Linked DNA regions of Mus musculus: region 2 is linked to region 1. The links are chromatin contacts, called in public Hi-C maps. All regions are on one chromosome and are shown on one strand. Each heading gives the region's core, a stretch centred on a gene start, on an enhancer-like site or on the middle of the called end of the contact. The rest is flanking DNA. Distances are from core to core; before and after follow the strand shown. Region 1 has its middle 36 kb from the start of Tigit. Region 2 has its middle 15 kb from the start of Gramd1c.

Region 1 (6,538 bases), core at 1,406-3,905:
GACTTCATGATAATGAGACACGTGGGGCAGGTCCAGTGGTGGAAGAGCACTGAGCACTCCCAAGTGCTGGGCTGGCTCCTCCATCCCGTAGCTATGCTCAAGTTTCTAATATCTGATGTATGAGTGGTTTTGCCTGTCTGCATGTCTGTGCACCGTGGCTGTGCCTGGTGCCTGCAAAGACCAAAAGAGTATGTCAGATCCCTTGGAACTGGAGGTACAGACAGTTGTTAGCTACCACGTGGGTGCTGGGATTCGACTGTGGGTCGCCTGGAAGAGCAGTCAGTACTCTCTCCAGCTCCCACTGAGCTCTTTACAGTTCTGATTGTGGTTCTTGATTCTCCCTCACTTACTCTGTGACTTTCATTGTGTGCTGCTCATTGGAATGAGGTTCCAGAAATTCCTTGAGACCTGGGATCAATGCCCCTGCCTTCGGGGAAAATTGGTGCCTGCTTTAACCAGGCACCTAGAGGCACTACCCAACCCAGAATAACTTCAGTACCCATCTTGGGATTTCTCAGCTTATATTAGTTGTGGGAACGCTAGCCTTAATTCCAATGAGAGCAACTCCCTGTTATAAAGTTCTCAGGAGAAATTTAGCTTTCGCCGAATCTCCAGGGTAAAAGGGACACTGGGATCCCTTCTGGGGGAACCTTTCTCTGTCTCCTTTTTCTACCAAACAGATGTACCTACTTTAGGCAGCTCAGCCATTCCTCACCTTGCTCAGAACTCATGGCTACCTCCTTCCTCCTCCCTTCTCCCGAATAAACCTTTCTCTTCATTTTTGGCCTTAAGAATTTCTTGATAATAAAACTGTGCAGTTTTTTCTTGGTGGTGGTTTATTCTGTGTCTTTTGTGTGTGTGTGTGTGTGTGTGTGTGTGTGTGTGTGTGTGTGTGTGTTTGTTTAAGACAGGATTTCGCTGTGTAGCCATGGCTGTCCTGAAACTTGGTAGACTAGGCTGGCCTCCAACTCTAAGGGCTGCTTCCCTACTGCTGGGATTAAAGATGTGCACAACTAGGATTGTTATGCCTGGCACAATAATCGTTTCATAATGGAAAGCTGGGGAGATATTTTAAATTTACTTTAGTCCACATTTTGTTGAGACTGGTGACAATTTTGAGTCCCATTAGCCTGTAGATTGCCATTTGAAAACCTCTAATCCGGATTGCTAAGACTCTATAAAGCCATAAAGGACGGGGCATAACTTGAACCTTATCTCCCTGGGAAAGCATTTGTTGTCTTAGCCTCCACTTATCTATAGAAACAACACATGGCCTATATGGACATTCTGGGAGCTTATAGGCATATTCAACTGTAGTTATTAGCTTCTTGCTTTCATCCTCTCTGAGAAATACTCCCAAATGAGAAATATCCATGTTAGGGCTAGAGAGATGACACCTCAGTGACTGAGGGCCTGAGGTCACTTCCCAGAGCCCACAGCAAGTCATCCACATTGCCAGTGACTCAGCTTCAGGTCTACCTGACTCACTCTTCTGGCTTCTTTCGGTACCCACAGCATGTGTGGCATTTACCACACAGTCACACATAACCAGAAATAAAATAAATATTAAAATCCAAGCCCATCTTTCTTCGAGTTGCTGTTGTCGTGTATGTTGTTACAGTGACGAGACACGTAATTGATACGGCTTTCCAACTAGAATCTGTGACAAGTGACAGCATTGAGCGTTTTCACTAAACCAAGCTCTGTGTCAATGGTTTTGTATTTACTACCTCACTGAACTCTAAAGGAAGCCTAACAAGCCAGATGCCATTGTATCCCAGTTTTCTAGGTGGCAATTCTGTGGATTGAGAGGTGAGACAACTTGACTGAGTTGTTTCAAACCCTGTGCTCAAACTCTTTCAATGTTTGCCACGGGTAGTATGTCAACACAGCCACACTGTGCTACAAATTTTGCTTAAAAAAAAAAAAAAAAAGTCCAGGGGACTGGAGAGATGGCCTAGCGGTTAAGAGCATTCACTGCTCTTCCAGAGGTCCTGGGTTCAATTCCCAGCAACCACATGGGGGCTCACTACCATCAGTAAGGGAACTGATGCCCTCTTCTGGTGTGTCTGAAGACAGTTACAGTGTACTCACATACATAAACTAAATAAATCTTTTAAAAAATCCAATCACTTCCCCCACTGGAATGTAAGTTGGAAAGATAAATATGAGAGAGAGAGAGAGAGAGAGAGAGAGAGAGAGAGATCTAAAAGTATAGAACTGGAAGTGACAAGAACGTAGGGAGAAACAAGACAGCTTCCTTCCCACACATCTGCTCCTTCAGAGTCTTAGCTCTGCCCAACTCTTTATTTACCACCACCACCACCTTGTGTCTGATTTTTAAAATCATTTTTCTCACCTCCACTGCTACTGCACAGTCCCTAACCTACCTCCCTAAATCCACTATTTTGTATTCCCACCCCCACACCTCAACCTACGGATCCTTCGAGGAAGATGCAAACAGAGCATTGGCTATTTTAAAACGCCACAATTTTAAAAAGCACTCATCTCTTTATATCTACTGCTTGCCACAAATCCTTTCCAGCCCCGCCCTCTTCCACTTGACGGAAAGGCAGAAGTCTATGGTGGAGCCCACAGGAACCTTCTGGTCCCGCCCCCACACCTTGTCCCGCCCCCAAGGCTGTCTCTCCTGCTAGCCTGTGGTTTGTGGGTTTGAGCTGTCGGGTTGGTATGTACCCTGTGTTCTCTGCCTGGCCTGTCTTTACTGACCTCTGCCTAGGGGACTTCATCATCTCTTCCAGTTTTGTTGTTTTGTTTTGTTTTGTTTTGTTTGTTGTTGTTTCTTGAGATGGGCCGACCTCAAACCTGTGCTCCTCCTGCCTTGTTAGGGCTGGGATTACAGTCCCATGCCACCATGGCTGGTGGAGTCTCACTATCTTTGTAGGCTGCCACCATCACGTAAGCTCTGGAGAGCGTGTGCCTGATACAGGAAAGGGTTCAGTAGATTTGGTTAAGGGAATAAAGTCACAAAAGCACAGTGATCCTTATACCAGGTCTGTTGACCTCTGGTTTTACCTCATTCTACTGAATAACAAAGATGGGATTTCCCCCTCTGCCTCTGACGTGAATGAGTTACAAGCTGGGGCATATCAGATTCTCTAATACCCCACGCTATGCTGGACATACAGGAGGTGCTCGAGAATTCTAGAATTCTGAATAAGTATTTGACCATGAGACATAAACATGTCTCCTGCTAAATTCCAGAGCTCCTCTGACTAAATCTCCAGCCAATAAACAGAGCTCTGCTACAGGAGGAGCAAGGACTGCCCAAGGTCTACTGCAGCAACAAGGAATTCATCACATAAAAACTGCATCATTTGGCTGGGCGTGGTGGCGCACACCTTTAATCCCAGCACTCGGGAAGTAGAGGCAGGTGGATCTCTGAATTCAAGGCCAGCCTGGTCTAAAGAGTGAGTTCCAGGACAGCTGGGGCTACACTGTCTCGAAAACCAAACAAAGCAAAAAAAAAAAAAAAAAAAAATCTACACAGCCTCATACTTTCTATAGATACTGTTAAAATTCTCTAAAGGGGAATAAATCGTTGCATATGCTCTCAAAGCCCTTTCTCTAGTGACAATTATTTTTTTCTGGGGCTTAAAATTGAACATATCTCAATGGTGTTGACTAAGGTCTAATTATAATGAGAGTTCTGAAATCCTAAATGAAATTATTTGACCATATCAAATTCATGCTTGACTGTGTCTTCTCTTGAAGATTGGCGTTCCCAGATCTCCAGTTACATCCAACTTGCTGCTCATAGCAAACGAGTAAGTGTGTAGCACACGCTGTCAGAACAGCAAACTCGGACACCTGTGTGCCAGTTTGCTTCTGGCCTTCCATTTCAGCTGCTAGCTCTAAACGAATTATCCCAACCGCGACCCCCACCCCTTCACACACACACACACACACACACACACACACACACACACACACACCATTGCCCGATAGTACACTCTGTCATTACAACACCTCAGACATGTTTCTACACAGTGAAAAGGCAATGGCTGCTCAGAACGCCACAGTTGGAAGAGCGTTTTCATGTATTTAAGTCACCCGAGTCTCACGGCAGCCCTGTGTCTTCAACAGGGCTGCGGCCTTAGTGAGGAGCAGAGGAAACACACAACTCAGAAACCTAAGCTGTTTGCTTTGCCAGGTAGCAAGTAGCTAAGAACATCGGGAGTCCTGCTCAGGCCCTCTGGCTAGAAGCCCACACATTTCCCACAGCTCCTCTGCAAAATGAGCTGAAGTACAGCGGCTCCTCCTGGTGTCCCCACCGCTTTTATGTTAGCTGTAACTTATTTGGTGACTCATCCTTTGACATCCGCCAGAATCCAAGTCCCCAATGCGCCAGTTTAGAGGTTCCTGGGCCTCTTATTTGGAGATGGAGTCACTGATTTGAAACGCCATTGGTTTTGTTTTATCGTATTTTGTCATTATTCACTAGATGCCTCTTTTCTAACAGAAAGGGTGTGGATTCCAATGGGAGGGGAAGTGGGGAGGAGTTAGGAGCTGGGAGGAGCTAAGGGAGGGGAAACTGTAATCGGAATTTACCGTATGGAAGAAAATTATTTTCAGTAAAAGAAAAACAGAGACAAAATGCCAGGAGCTCTGTTGAGCTGAGCTGAGGCCCTGCAATGGATAGTTAGCGACACTCACTAGGTAGCTGATGGGCCCCCACAGGCCAAGCTCAAAGCTCTTGGATTCAGATTTATACTTCAGTGAAGTTGAAACCATTCACCGCATTCAGACAAGCCGTAGATCTACTACACAGTTAAGAAGACTGCACCTCCGGCTACACAGATCAAAGTCATTTGGGCCATAGTTAATAAAACACACAGATTCCTGGTCTCTGAGGTACAGCTCCCGAATCCAAGGTCTCAACAATGTGAGGGGGCTAGGACCCAGTCCGCTTGAACCCCACAGTCTTCCCAGCCATGGCCTTCCCAGCAAGTGCCTGACAGGCTACAGCTGCTGCTATTAAATTCTTATGCTCACCAAAGTTGGAGGACTCTCTGATCAATACACACACACACACACACACACACACACACACACACGATCTCAATGAAGGGACTAAGTAAGTATAGATAAGATAAAGTGGTTTTAAAGGCGGTGTAATAAGTATGAACAAAGCGTTAGAAAGGACCATTATGAAAATAATTTTTATGAAGGGCTCAAGGAAGACATTTTAGAGCATTTTGTAATGGAACTGGCCTGCTCAAATCGCCTTGGGATAAACCATTCAGAAAAGTAACACAAAAGCAATGCACAGAGGACAGCATACGCTGGCCTGGAGAGAGGCCCACATATATCTCAGCTGTCAGGTACTAGCATCAGATGTAAGCACGCCTTCCCTGAGAGCTTGGAGGACCAGGGCAGAGGGCAGGGGGAGGGAAGGGAAATTGGTAGGAGGCTCTGCAGGCTGTAATCACTGCTGCCAGACTGTGACATGAGTGGTGTCAGCACAAGCCTGTCAGCACCTGAATTCTCTGGGCTGCATGTGAGCTCCACAGGCAAACTGGCGTGGTAGGGCCTCACCAAGCAAGAGGGAGGAGGGCGGCTGCCAGATGTGGAACCTTGTTATGATTGGTTATTTTTCAGTGTGTTGTCCTTATCCGGCCACCAGGTAACCGCTGTCAGGTACTTGGGGCCTCTTCTGCTGCATTAAACAGTCAAGTCAAAGGGCCCAGACCTGCTGAGATCTGAATTGGCCACTGTGACTGTCAGCTATGTCGGGTTGCCCAGCCTGTGATTTATTTGAAAAAGAATAATAAACGGACCATGAGTCATTTTCAGCAACCACAGCTTCGGGAGCCAAACAGTAAATTCTGAGAAACCAATTTCCACTGTGGGCAGAACCCAGCTCCTGTGTCTGATCGTCTGGCAAGCTTCGGAATAGAGAGCGCTGATAAAATAGCAGCAGGTGCAAAACAGCCACAACTGGCCAGAGACTGGCAGGCCCTGGGGGCGGAGGATGGGGAGGGGACGGGGGATGGGGTGGGAGGCAATGGGGCTGTCTTAGCCCTGCCTCACACTGTGGAGGAATCAAGACTGACCCTCTGATCCATACTTACACTCCATTCCCAAACAATCAGACAGGATCAAGAAAAAAGATGGCTAGACCACATGATTTGTGGGCACCAAGATAAAGGGCTACAGTCCGTGGGCAAAAGAACATCACCAGTCACTCTTACTCCCACCTTCCTGTGAGTGTGTTCCTGTCTCCTGTTGAGGCGTTTTCCCCTCTAATCCCACAAGAAGACAGAAAAGCACAAGCCTTGGCTCACTGTTGACCGACCGTCTCCCTGGGTCCTTAAACAGGGTCTTCTCCTCTCATAATAATGGTCAGCACTGTCCGGGCAGTGGTGGTGCGTGCTTCTAATCCAGGAACTCCGGAGGCAGAGGCAGATGGCTCTCTCAGTTGGAAGCCAGCCAAGGCATTAAAAAAAAAAATCACTTACAATCCCGTTTTTTTTTTTTTTTTTTCTTTTTTCCTGCTTCTGGGGAATGTCTTTAA
Region 2 (6,538 bases), core at 2,027-4,526, 360 kb after region 1:
ATTGTAGCTGCGAGTAATGTGAGCATGACCATAACTCAGCGAGAAACCACAGAACTAAGATGTCTGGCTCCTTGGACAACCTAAATTACAGCTGGACTGTGATTAGAGGCTGGCTTAATACTTTCCATATGCTGATCATTATTTGAGTGTAGTATAAAATGAGTATGCTTTATTCTTAAATGTTTTAGAACAAAAGGATAGAAGGGCATGGTTGACTTGAATTCTGAGCACTTTCAAAATTCTCCTGCTCCATCTTCTCTTCCTATTTACTTTCTAAGATTTATATCACCCCTATTCTATGTTAGGAATTTTAAAGATCATAGTGATTTAAGGTGAATACAGAGACTTTCATTTTAGTTACAAATTTCAGAAAACTATAATTTGTTCACTTTTAAAATAAAATCACCAACTAAGCCAGCTAGTAAGGAGATGAGTTTACACAGTTGACAAATATTTTCTAAGGGGAACTTAACCGACTATCAAAGTAAGACAGGAGGGCCAGTGATCAACACCTTATTCACAGAAGTACTGCATCTAGTTAAGTCACCCTCTAAACACACACAACACAGAACCCCAGAGGCCCCTTCCTACTCCCACAAGTGGCTAACTGCACATCACTAAGAGAGCTAACTCAACAAACAGCCCTGTCGCAGAGCTGTCTGCTTGGCCTCTGGGATTTTAATCCATATGGAATATATCATTATTTTAGTTGGTAAGAGAAAAAAAAAAAACTCTCTTTTTTTTTCCCTTTTGCCATGTACTTTTTACTAACAGGTAAAAGACAAAATGTATAAATATTTATTTGCCATTAACTTTATTTTCAATTTCACTTGTTACCATTTTTGGTTTCATGAGGTATAAAAGTCGACAGTGAAAGTTATTTCTCATAGTCTAGGATTAAGCACTGCAATTCGTGTAAGTAAATAAATACATATAAACACACACTCATATATCCCAGCTTTGATCACAAGAGTTAAGTAGAAAACCTGAAGCTATGGCTCTCACCATCAGCAACTATGGAGACTTAGTCCTACCAATACCCTGCATTTAAGCAGTCTTACAAGAAAGACACATATTAGCACATCTATCTAACTGCATACCATTCGGACTGACCTATATTGTCAGACTGTGACTCAATCTCTATTTTACAAGTGATTCCACTGAAGTCAGGTAGGCTGTAGGGCACCCTAGACGGCAAAGCCACTAGGGGCAGAGCAGACGCTATTTTATCCCCAGTGTTCTATTTTCAAGCTAATTCACTCAGGTATGTCACACTGCCCTCCAAGTTCACTATTGTGGAACAGCTGCCTGGATGTATTATTCTTCATTACTGCCTTTTCCTTAGTTCTTGAAACATCAGACTTTAAGAAGTCTGTGGCCTGTTTATCAGACACCTTCCAGGAGCTGTGCCACAGCTTTGGTAATGACAGCAGCTCCTCCCATAGGCATGTAGGGTGCCAGGAAGCCTGTCCCCTGGAGACCCACAACTCTGGTTGTGCGTCCCCTGGTAACCCCGAGGGACTGAAGGGTAAGATCAAAAAACGCAGATCACGGGAGGAGAAGCAACAGGGCTCAGGGCAGGACACGCGCCAGGTGTTGGAGACACATTCATACAACACACAGAGTACGCTGTGGGCTGGGGATCTAGCCTAGTGGTGGAGCATTAAGTCAGCATTCAAAAGTCCATGGGTTAGATCCCTGGAATTAAAAGAAGAAAACAGGGGAGGGACCAGACAGCCCATAACAAGGAGTTTGAAAAGCAGTACAAACCTACCTGGCACTGCATCCTCGAAAGAAATTTTGGTAGCTATGATGCCGCATGAAACCTGATACTTCATCTACTTTTGCTTGAGCCAACCGGCACATGAACTGTGAACTATGAACAAGAGCCAAGAGGTGAAGCTCTGTCCTAACGTACACTAGGACCTTGGATTTACACCCATTAAAGAAAATTTAAATAAAAGAAACTTATTAGAGTTGTATTCTTATAGAGACAGACAACTGTCATCTTTGTAAAGTAAAAAGGGACACAGCTCTTGGTTCCCCGACTCTGAAATGGCCCTGGCATTCTTGATTTGGGTTAAACGACACATTTCCTGCCTCGTGAGAACGTTCCTGCTACACTACCAGGTCTTCCTGGTGTTGAGTCTGAATTCTGTGAACTCTGCCTTTTTATTGCATTGTACTGATTTTCTGACATTATCATAAGAAAAGAAAATCAAGCAACATGGAAGAGTCCATGGTAGAAACCAGATTGAATTAAAGTAGGTGGAAATAAAATTTCTTCCAGACTTCCTAAACATCATTCTCTTGGTTATGGTAACAGTTGTATGTTGTGTAATGAGTTTCTTCAACAGTGGACTTTTTTTTTTTTTAAGTAGACTATATACTGATACAGTTAACCCCATTCTTCCTCCTCGCTCCAACCCCGCCCACTCAGAAAGCTTCCAGATGTAGACGCTGGGGCGGTTCTGTAGAGGGTGTGGTTTGATGCTTTGATCGGGAATCTGGGTGGCCACATGCTAAGGTCCATGTCCCCAATTGGTTCTTGATTGATCGATAAAGATGCCAGCAGCCAATGGCTGGGCAGAAAGAAAGAGGCGGGACTTCCAGGTTCCTAGGAGACAGGAGAAGGCAGGAAGGGAAGATACTTGGGAGAGAAATCTGAAAGCCTCTTGGGCAGCAGGACCATTGGGCTTCACAGAAGGTAACCGGGCAACTAAGCTGAGGGCAGAGTTAGAGGTGTTGAGCTAGGAGTAAAGAGATGGGTGTAGTAGCTGCTAAAGGCTTAGAAGAGCCCATCCACTGAGCCAATAAGAGAAGCTAAAGATGAGCTAATGTTTGTGTGTCTTTCATCTGCGGATTCAAAGATTCCCTGGGCGGTTGGTTGGAAGTGCGGCCTGCGCAGGAGCATAAGGCAGGGTAGTAAAACTCTCGCAACATGATTCCATGAAATTATAGGAAGCTAAAATAATTCCTATCACCTAGTCACGCTGCATCAGTCATAATGTCACGGTGCGACACATTGCTCACCAGTCTGTGGCAATGCTACTGCAGATGAACCTCCTGAAGTGCCAGAACTGCCCGCCCTATGGAGGTCTAGCATGCACATCTGTGGACGGCGCATCATAATTGATCATGTGTGTCTGTATTAGTGCACTTTATGCTGGCTGCACAATGATGAAGTCTGCCGACAGTACCTTCCTCGGAGCACGGGTTCACACTAAGGAATGACTTAACTACACAGACACTGGGCCCTTGAATTAGGCAGCCCGAGTGGCTATGCTACCTGAGTGCTGGCATTCCTTGCTGCTTCCCAGGTATCTTCCTCAAGCAGTTATTGTATCTTCAGTGATCTCATCAACTTACATAAGCCTATTAAAATATGACAAAAGCATACCGAGGAAACTCCAGATGAAGAGGTGGAGAATCATGTTCATAGCTGTGTCTACCAGAACTCTAATTAATCTTGAGCAGGGTCTTTAAGGTTTGTTTCTCTGGTCTAGAATGTTCTGGTGTTTGGATCAGTTCCAAAGGTTCCTTAACTTCTGGGAAAGTCTCTCAAATTCTCAAGATGTCATTCTGATCTTTAAGTTCATTCAATGTGAATGTATACAAAAATTCCTAAGACTGTGAAATTATCTTAGAGACCTAAACAGAGGCAATGAAGACCTTTGATGCTTTGCAAATTTTAAAACATGTAAGTCATCTGGACATCTTGTAAAGCAAACAAACAAACAAACAAACAAACATCTCAATCTAGTCATTGAGCCCAAGATGTTGTATTTTATCCAGATCATAGACGGCGATGGTTCTGTTGCCCCCTACACCTTCAGATGCAAGCGTCTGGTTTCCAAAGTGTTATTCTGTTGTTCTTTCCTTCTATAACTGTCTTGCTTTAAGTCATCCAAGAGTAACCACAGCTACTTAACCCTCAGAGCTATAAAATTTCCTCAGTTACATCAATATCAGCTACAAAAAATAAGCTTAGCCAGACTTTACACAGAGAATGAGAGATCCTGGAACACATAGCCCTAAATGGGATGTCCCCATCAAATTCTCCCTACCCCTTAGAGCTCAGGTAAGCCACAGGAAGAAGGGACAGAGAGAGTGTAAGAGGCAGAGAGGATAGAGGACACCAAGCAAACGAGGGCCTCTAAGGCAACATGAGTAAACTCATATGAACCCACAGACACCGAGGCAAAAACACAGAACCTGCGTGGGTCTGCATCCATGCAACATGTAGGTCCTCTGTGTATATGTTGTGGCCTCTAGCTTAGTGTTTTTATGGGACTCCCGAGTGTGGGAACAAGTGGGTCTCTGGTTCTTGTGCCTTCTCTTGGGCTCTTTTCCTTCTGCTGGTTTGTCTTTTCTAACCTCAACATGATAGTTTTTTATTTATCTTATTATATTGTATTTTGTTACATTCTATTATTACTCTTTTCTAATGAGAGTCAGAAAGGAAGTGGACTCAGACAAGCGAGGAGGTGGAGAGGGCCTGGGAAGAGGGTGGGAGGGAGAACCACAATCAGAATATATTACGTAAAGGGGGGAAAATCTGTTTTCAACAAAAGGGGAAAAAAACTAAGTCTCAGGAGTCCAAGGCTAGCCCTAGCCGCATAGCAAATAGGAGAGCAGCCTGGACAACTTAGGATACTTCTGTCTCTCCCCTACCCATAAAAGTTTCTAAATGATATATAGATTTTTTTCTAAGTTTCCAAGAATGATATAGTTGATACAAATGGCATGATTTTGTTTATGTTATTTTAGTGTATTTCTTAGCAATAACATATTTTCCTTAGGTTGTGGCTAACCAAAAATAAAACATAGCCTTATGATGTTAAGTCTTTTACTACGAGGAAGTAAGAGCTTACTAGCTGTGTGAAGAGTCAGTAACAGCCATGCACTGACTTCTTAATTATAAAGAGGATGGCAGCCTGTGTACTACTCTTTATAGCCTGTTGATACCATGTCCTTTAATGACTATTCTCATGGATACAGGATACCCAAGGTGGGTTTCCCGTAAACCAATACTGGAATTATGGTTGCTGTGTGACGCTCTTTAAACCTCATTTCTAGTTGTAAGGCATGATATTTCTATCAAATACCAAAATCCTCATAGGAATTGCTGGCTTTGGAATGAGCCATTAAAATAACAAATGTTAGCATTCACACAGTGACAGACACGTTCTCCTATTACACTCCACAGTCTCAGTGTGCCTACTGGGAAGTCGTAGTCTCTTTTTATGTGGGGAAACTGGAAGGATAACAGAGTTACACTTAAGATAGATCTGAAGATCTAACTTAATAACCCATCTTCTAGCCATTACACACTGCAGAGCATGCATTGTGAAGCTGTGCTTGCCACGGGAACCGATTCCTTGAATGAAAATTACATAAAATAGCTTGGACTCAGAAACATAGTTTATGCGATGTTAGCATCTTTCCAATACGGCTGATAACACTAAGCACACAGTCCAATTGTAAGGCAGTATTTTCACAAGGAGACAAACAGATCACTGCACTCCACCGACCAGACAACAGCGCCTTCTAGTGGCCAAACGAAAATTAGTGAGAACTGTCATTGGGTCTCGGAAGTCACAACATCTGAAATCTTGAAGCTAACCACAAAGGATTAAATAAATTGTTGTAGAATTAAAGAGAATTTGTATTCAAGATTAAAAGATACTACCCAAAAGCTCCAGTCGCCGCTCCAATTATGTGTGCTCTGTCCCTGTTTTTTGGCTGATACTATATTCTCATCCACAACAGGGCCAGGACTTTCCTCGGGCTCTTCCTGTAGCTCCGTCGCAAGACTTGAATCCCCTTCATTTACTATCTGCAAATAAACGCCAACAATTTAAGTTTCTTATCCACAAATGGCACTTTAAAAGAAAAACGTGTTCTGAATATATAAATTACTTTTAAATTTCATTTTTAAGCTTTCTTTTTATAAACACCTTAAATTATTTATTTGTGTGTGTCCGTCATGTGCGCCCCGAGGATCGAACTCCCGTGGTCAGGTTTAGGGGTAGGCACCACTAACCCATCCTGCCAGTCCAATAAATTAACTTCTAAAGAAAAAATATTTGAACACTTAGAAGATGGAAATTAGTGGCTGGAGAGATGACTCCGTTGGCAAAGTGCTTCCTGAACAGGACTGAGGACCCAGACTTAAACGCCCCACCCCACCCCACCCCAGCATCCACATATAAGTTGGGCATGAGTCTAGTGCAGATGGTGATGCAACAGGTGGACTACTGAGGCTCAATGGCAAGTAAATCTTGTTGAATTGGTGAGCTCTATGTTCAACAGAGACCTTTATCAAAATATAAGGTGGGGTGACTGACAAGATACCCCACATTGACCCGTACACATATTCATACACCACAAACACATATATGCTCACAAAAGACAGGAACGAATGTCTTTGCTTCCTCCCATTTGTCATGTATACACGCAGCAAACATCTTCCAACCACTACCATTTGCTAGGTAGTTGCTGGTACTAGAAATACAAAAAATAGGGGGCTGGAGAG

Evidence for each region. Hi-C and Micro-C count contacts between places; a contact is called where the count stands out from the background.
Region 2: a contact with region 1 is called in a Hi-C map of the N1E-115 cell line, with 4 times the contacts expected there. The contact joins two enhancer-like sites. A contact is called at or near these places in 5 of 484 Hi-C or Micro-C datasets (the C2C12 cell line, the N1E-115 cell line, cerebral cortex and 2 more), 2 of 115 datasets of contacts at active chromatin or transcription factors (bone marrow-derived macrophages and large pre-B cells) and 1 of 9 other capture datasets (liver).

What each region holds. Positions count from the first base shown.
Region 1 is chr16:43,696,471-43,703,008 of GRCm38.p6, forward strand. No RefSeq gene overlaps it. Among named protein-coding and RNA genes, the nearest start is that of Tigit, 36 kb to the left of the region's middle. Within about 2 kb of position 2,656, at least 124 of the 459 cell types and tissues checked have an H3K27ac peak or open chromatin away from gene starts, as enhancers often do. A contact at or near this core is called in the N1E-115 cell line, where this site is marked.
Region 2 is chr16:44,053,410-44,059,947 of GRCm38.p6, forward strand. It overlaps a transcript of Gramd1c not described here. Among named protein-coding and RNA genes, the nearest start is that of Gramd1c, 15 kb to the left of the region's middle. Within about 2 kb of position 3,277, at least 18 of the 459 cell types and tissues checked have an H3K27ac peak or open chromatin away from gene starts, as enhancers often do. A contact at or near this core is called in the N1E-115 cell line, where this site is marked.